Linked DNA regions of Mus musculus: region 1 is linked to region 2. The links are chromatin contacts, called in public HiChIP or PLAC-seq maps. All regions are on one chromosome and are shown on one strand. The core of a region is the stretch at or near the end of the contact, and the rest is flanking DNA. Distances in the headings are between cores, read along the strand shown. Region 1 holds the start of Epor (erythropoietin receptor). Region 2 holds the start of Dnm2 (dynamin 2).

Region 1 (2,833 bases), core at 183-2,682, 540 kb before region 2:
GTCAATGCATGTATGCATATGTGAACATATACATACTTGTATCTGTGTATATGTGTATATCCATATATGTGTCTGTTCATGTATGTATGTATCCATGCATCTACCCATGTATGTATGTATGTACGTACTATGTACTTATGTATGTATATGTATGCATCCACCTATCTCTGTATTTGGGGGGTTCTGGGGATAAACCCAGGGTTTTCCACCTGCTAGGCAAGTGCTGTACCACTACCCGCCATTCAACTTTGTTTTTTTTATTTTTAAGTATAGAAAGCACAGGTCTGGGGCTGGTGAGATGGCTCAGGGGTAAGAGCACCCGACTGCTCTTCCAAAGGTCCGAAGTTCAAATCCCAGCAACCACATGGTAGCTTACAACCACCTGTAACAGAGATCTGATGCCCTCTTCTGGTGCGTCTGAAGACAGCTACAGTGTACTTACATATAATAAATAAATAAGTCTTAAAAAAAAAAAGAAAAGAAAGAAAGCACAGGTCTGTGATCTGAGCACTCAGAAGCTTGGGTCAGGAGGATTGCCACAGTTCCAAGACGGCCTGGGCTATTTAGTGACATCCTGCATGGAAGAAAGCAAGCAATACTGGAGCTGTAGAGTTGGCAGAGCCCTTGCTCAGTAAGGTGAAGCTCTGGGTTCCAGTCCCAGCACCACATAGGTGGTGCATGCCTGTCATCCCAACACCCAGGAAGTGAAAGCAGGAGGACCAGGAGTCTAACATCATCCTTAGTTATTCAGGGAGCTTGATGTCAGCTTGGGATACACTGTCTCCAAAACAATCAGGGCTGGTGAGACGGATGGCTCAGGTGAGCTGGCTCAGCTGGTCAAAGATTTTTCTGCCAATACTGAAGACCTCAGCTTAATACCAGGAGCACAAGGCAGGAGAGAGCTGACTCCCCAAGTTGTTCTGTGCTGTCCACAAGCATCCTGCTGCATTTGTGCATGCACACACATGCACACACACACAAATGTAATTTTAAAAATAGTAAATATTTCATATTCCCAAATCCGTGTAATTCATAAACAGAAAACACCATAGCACGTGTCTGTCACGCTACACAGCCTGATTCCACTCACACACCCAGTTGCTAGTTGTCTTTAGGATTCTTATTTTGAACTGAGCTGGGGAAGAGATACTGGCTGGAGCGAGAGCCTCTCTTCCATCTGTGGCCTGCCGGCTGCACAGCAGGCTGGATTCACAGATGCCCGGACTAGACCTAGACGGTGAAACAACATAAGTCACTTGTCCGTGACCACATTAGCAAAGCCACCCGAAACAAAACTCTGCTGTCTGCCCCACCCCCTACACTGGTTTAGGCAGTGGCTGTGCCCAAGAAGGCCCCTGTTCCCTTGGTGGCTGTAGCTTATCTGTCCCCAGCCTGCAAGCTGGCCCCGCCCCCTGGAAGGAGCTGCCACTTAGAAGCTCCTGGTCAGCTGTGTCCGGCAGCTGCTGCTGACCCAGCTGTGGACTAGGGGAAAGGGGAAAGAGGAAAGGGAAGGAGAGGTGGGGGGGACGAAACAGGGGCGCTGGAGCCCTGAGCTTCCTGAAGCTAGGGCTGCATCATGGACAAACTCAGGGTGCCCCTCTGGCCTCGGGTAGGCCCCCTCTGTCTCCTACTTGCTGGGGCAGCCTGGGCACCTTCACCCAGCCTCCCGGACCCCAAGTTTGAGAGCAAAGGTAAGAACTGTACATGGGCAATGCTGTGGTCTGAATTCCCAGCCCGAGTCCCAGGGGCTAAATGTCCCCTGAACCTCCAGATGGGGTCCTAGGGGCCAAACTGGTGTCTGAACTCGATGAGGCATCTCAGAGTCTCCTCGCCCTGGAGTGATGCTCAGGGCAGAGGCTTAAGATTGGTTGGTTTGTTTGTTTGTTTGTTTGTTTGTTTGTTTGTTTGAAGCAGGATCTCGCTAGACATTCCAGGATGTCCTGGAATTGCTAGGATGAAAGGCATGTGTCACTCGCCTGTACTGTTTCTGGTTTTGAGGCGGCGTCTGTGTAGCCAAAGCTGCCCTCAGACTCATTATGTAATTGAGGTTGAGCTTGAATTCCTGATTCTCCTGCCTCCACCTCCAGTTGCTGGGATGACCTGCAAGAGCCAACACATTCGGCTCTGTTTCGTGTTTTGAGGGAGTCTGGGATATGGTAGAAATGGCAAGGGTAAGGTAGTGCTAGGTCCGCTCTCCTGGGGGAGGGGATCGAGCTCCCAGAGACTGTGAAACAGACCCGCTGCAGACTGTAAACTCAGTTTGGCGGGCGGATGGTGCTAGGTCCTTTGGACGGCTTGCTAGGAGGAGGAAGGGGGCGGGGGACACGGTTGGCGCTATCGGGGGACAGCCGGGTGCCTGCGGGAACCGATAGGAGGCCGAGTTCTCTGCGCTCACACACACCCGCTAGGGCGGGGCGAACAGCGCTCAACTTGCAGGGTGAGTGGGCGTGCGCACGGAGGAGTAGAACAAGGCAGGCGGGGTCGCTACTCTTGGGAGTTCTGAGGCGCCACTTTTGCAAGACCCCTCGAAGGCCCTTTTGGAGAAGAGGGCGGGGCACTAAAATTATCGGATCTGCACAGGCGACAAGAGGGAGGGTAAGGGCACCGTGGAAGGCAGACCTGGGCTTCCCTGATCTCCCCCTCCCCCCGCCATGGCTATCCCCTTTTCTAGCGGCCCTGCTGGCATCCCGGGGCTCCGAAGAACTTCTGTGCTTCACCCAACGCTTGGAAGACTTGGTGTGTTTCTGGGAGGAAGCGGCGAGCTCCGGGATGGACTTCAACTACAGCTTCTCATACCAGCTCGAGTGAGTCCTCAGGACTGGGTGGCCTTAGG
Region 2 (2,700 bases), core at 183-2,682:
ATGATAATGTCCACAGCAAAGCAAATGTTAACACTGGGTAGGCACACACTGCAGCATCATACATGGAACACTTCCTGGAATGGAGAAGTGCTGCTGCGGGGAGAGGCAGAGGGGGAGGGGACAGGAGTAAATCAACATCCCTCCTTCACTCACTTCCTGGATCCTACAAACAGCTGCAAGTGGAATTTGCCCACTGGACAGATGGAACAAGCTGAGGCTCCCAGAGCTATCTAGAGAGCATTCCAACTGGGAAGCTCTAGGTTAGGGGATCCTAGCCCAAGAAAGAATCCTAAAGAATGTTTCTTCCCAAGTTCTCCAACCTCTGTCACTCAGAGAGGATGGACAGGCAGGGATGCCTGGGTGGGAATGGAGAACAGACTAATGGATGGATTCAAAGAGCCAGTCGGCCCAAGAGAACCAGATAACAGGAGGCTCCCAAAGTTCAGCCAGTCAGATGGCAGAGGCCAACTCACGTAAATAAGGGGCACAGATGGGCATTTGCACACGAGAGGTCACCTTAGATGGCTAGCCAGACAACGGTGGACTTCAGAGTGAGTTTGGACAGATGGGACAACCAAATGGTGCCGGTAGGAAGCCTGTCTAGAACAGATAACCAGCTAACCAGGCAAGAGAGCAGGCTCCAGAAAATAACTGGCCAGACAGACCCCAGGGGTCATTCCCCATGGATGGCTAAGTGGCAAGTGTTATCTTCAACATCTTAGCACACACACTAAGATTTCCAGGTAGCAGAAGGAAAGAGGAGTGGATCTATCCCGGACTACAGGTAAAGCGATGTCAGAGTTGCCCAGCCATAGCCGGAACTAGAAGCACCAAGAGGGGTCGGCACTGACCGTCTTGCCCCAAACACCGCCCACTATCATCGACTAGTCCCAGACTTGGATCTGCATCTCCAGTCCCTGCGGAAAGCCATGGAGACTCTTGCCCCAGACCTTATCCACTGCCACCGGTGCTGCGGCGTCCGCGAGCCGCAGTTCCGCCATTCCCCGCCCGCCCTCCGCGCCCTAGGCCGCCGCCCGCCCTCCCGGCCGGAGCCCCAGAACCGCCGCCGGCGCGCTCGCTCACCGGCCCACGAAGTTCTCGAGCACCGAACTTTTGCCGGCGCTCTGGCCGCCCACCACGGCGATCTGCGGCAGGTCCAGGTGGCAGCTCTGACCGATGGAGCTGAAGGCGTCCTGCAGCTTGTTAACCAGCGGGATGAGCTCTTCCATCCCGCGGTTGCCCATGGTGTCCGCCTCCGCCGCGCGGATCCCCCGACTAAGACTCTCGGTTCCGATGTGTCTGTGGCCGTTGCTTCCTCCTGCTCTGCTCTGCCGGCCCGCCCGGTCTCCCCTTCGCCGCGACGCCCGCTCCCGGCTCGGCCTCAGAGTCGCCGCCTCATCCGGTTCTCAGGCGACACCCGACCCGAGCGAACAACCCTCCCGGCCTCCGGGGCGGAGTCCGCAACCCTACTGCTATATCCAATTGGTTCAAAGCACTGCCACTCAAGAACGTGAGCCAATAAAAAAGGCACGAGGAAGGGCTAATCTCACAAATTCACTGGGTAATAAAACTGTCACTCTTAAGTGAAAGCCAATAGAAGTCAAACCGGGTTGTCAGACCGGGAAGGCGGGGTCTCTGGAAAAGACACTGAGGCCTCAGCTCACTAGGTTGATTCGGGTTGGCTTATTGGTCGCAGAAACGTCAACCTGCCAAGGGTGTAAGGGATCCATTCTTCAACACTGGATTGTCACTTGACACTAGTTAATTCCGTAAAAATTTCTCATTGGCTGATATAAATATCACTTCTCTACTCCAACCAGTAAGAGGAAAGAGAGCCGCAATCTTTTTCTATAGTTTCTATAGTTTTGTATGCTGGCTACAGACTCTTGATGTTCCTCCTGTCTCAGCCTCCCTCCTGCTAGGATACACGCTACTACCTTCCCAATCCTCACTGACAACTGTGTCATAAAAGTTCTTCCAACTTCCTGGCATTTGCTATCACTTTGTGATATTCTTTTTAAGCAAAAGGCCACAGTGCTCAGGGAAGCACACCGTGGTAAGGTTCAGTGGCTGTTACACCTGAATTCTTAGGCTGTAGTGAAAACCCATATTTTAGAAAGCATCGCAGTCGGGCGTGGTGTCGCGTGCCTTTAATCCCAGTACTCGGGAGGCAGAGGCAGGCAGATTTCTGAGTTCAAGGCCAGCCTGGTCTACAGAGTGAGTTCCATGACAGCCAGGGCTATACAGAGAAACACTGTCTCGAAAAACAAAACAAAACAAAACAAAACAAAAAAACTAAAACAAAAAAACAAAAAAACAAAACAAAGCAGAAAGCATCGCAGATCCCAACTCTGGAAGAATCCCAGTGCCAGTGAAAGATGAGTCGACACTTCTGCCTCATAAAGGCGTTCTCACCCTCTCGTGCTTATTTCTGTACGTTACAGAGGGTCAAGTCTACAGTTCCATTAAGCCAAGCAAGTGTTTTGCGGATGGCTACAACTGTAGGTTTATTTTTACTTTAATTTTTTTTTTCTCCTAGACCAATGGCTCAGTACTTGCTGCCTTGGGAGCCGACTCAAATTTGGTTCCCAGCACCTGCATGACAACTCACACAACCATCAGTGATTCCAGTTCCAGGAATCTGACACCCTCGTCTGGCCTCCACTAGAAACAGACACAGACATAATGCACATACCGACA

Evidence for each region. HiChIP or PLAC-seq counts read pairs in DNA pulled down with a chosen protein or histone mark.
Region 1: a contact with region 2 is called in an H3K27ac HiChIP or PLAC-seq map of microglia, with 6 times the contacts expected there. The contact joins the promoter of Epor here to the promoter of Dnm2 in region 2. A contact is called at or near these places in 1 of 39 promoter capture datasets (erythroid cells) and 3 of 115 datasets of contacts at active chromatin or transcription factors (double positive thymocytes, microglia and pancreatic cancer cells).

Annotation. Positions count from the first base shown.
Region 1 is chr9:21,962,175-21,965,007 of GRCm38.p6, reverse strand. Epor (erythropoietin receptor) reads left to right here and starts at 1,432. Exons shown (of 8, transcript NM_010149.3): 1 at 1,432-1,691; 2 at 2,672-2,804. The coding sequence starts at 1,577.
Region 2 is chr9:21,423,640-21,426,339 of GRCm38.p6, reverse strand. It overlaps Dnm2 (dynamin 2), which reads right to left and starts at 1,432. Exons shown (of 21, transcript NM_001253893.1): 1 at 1,084-1,432. The coding sequence starts at 1,244.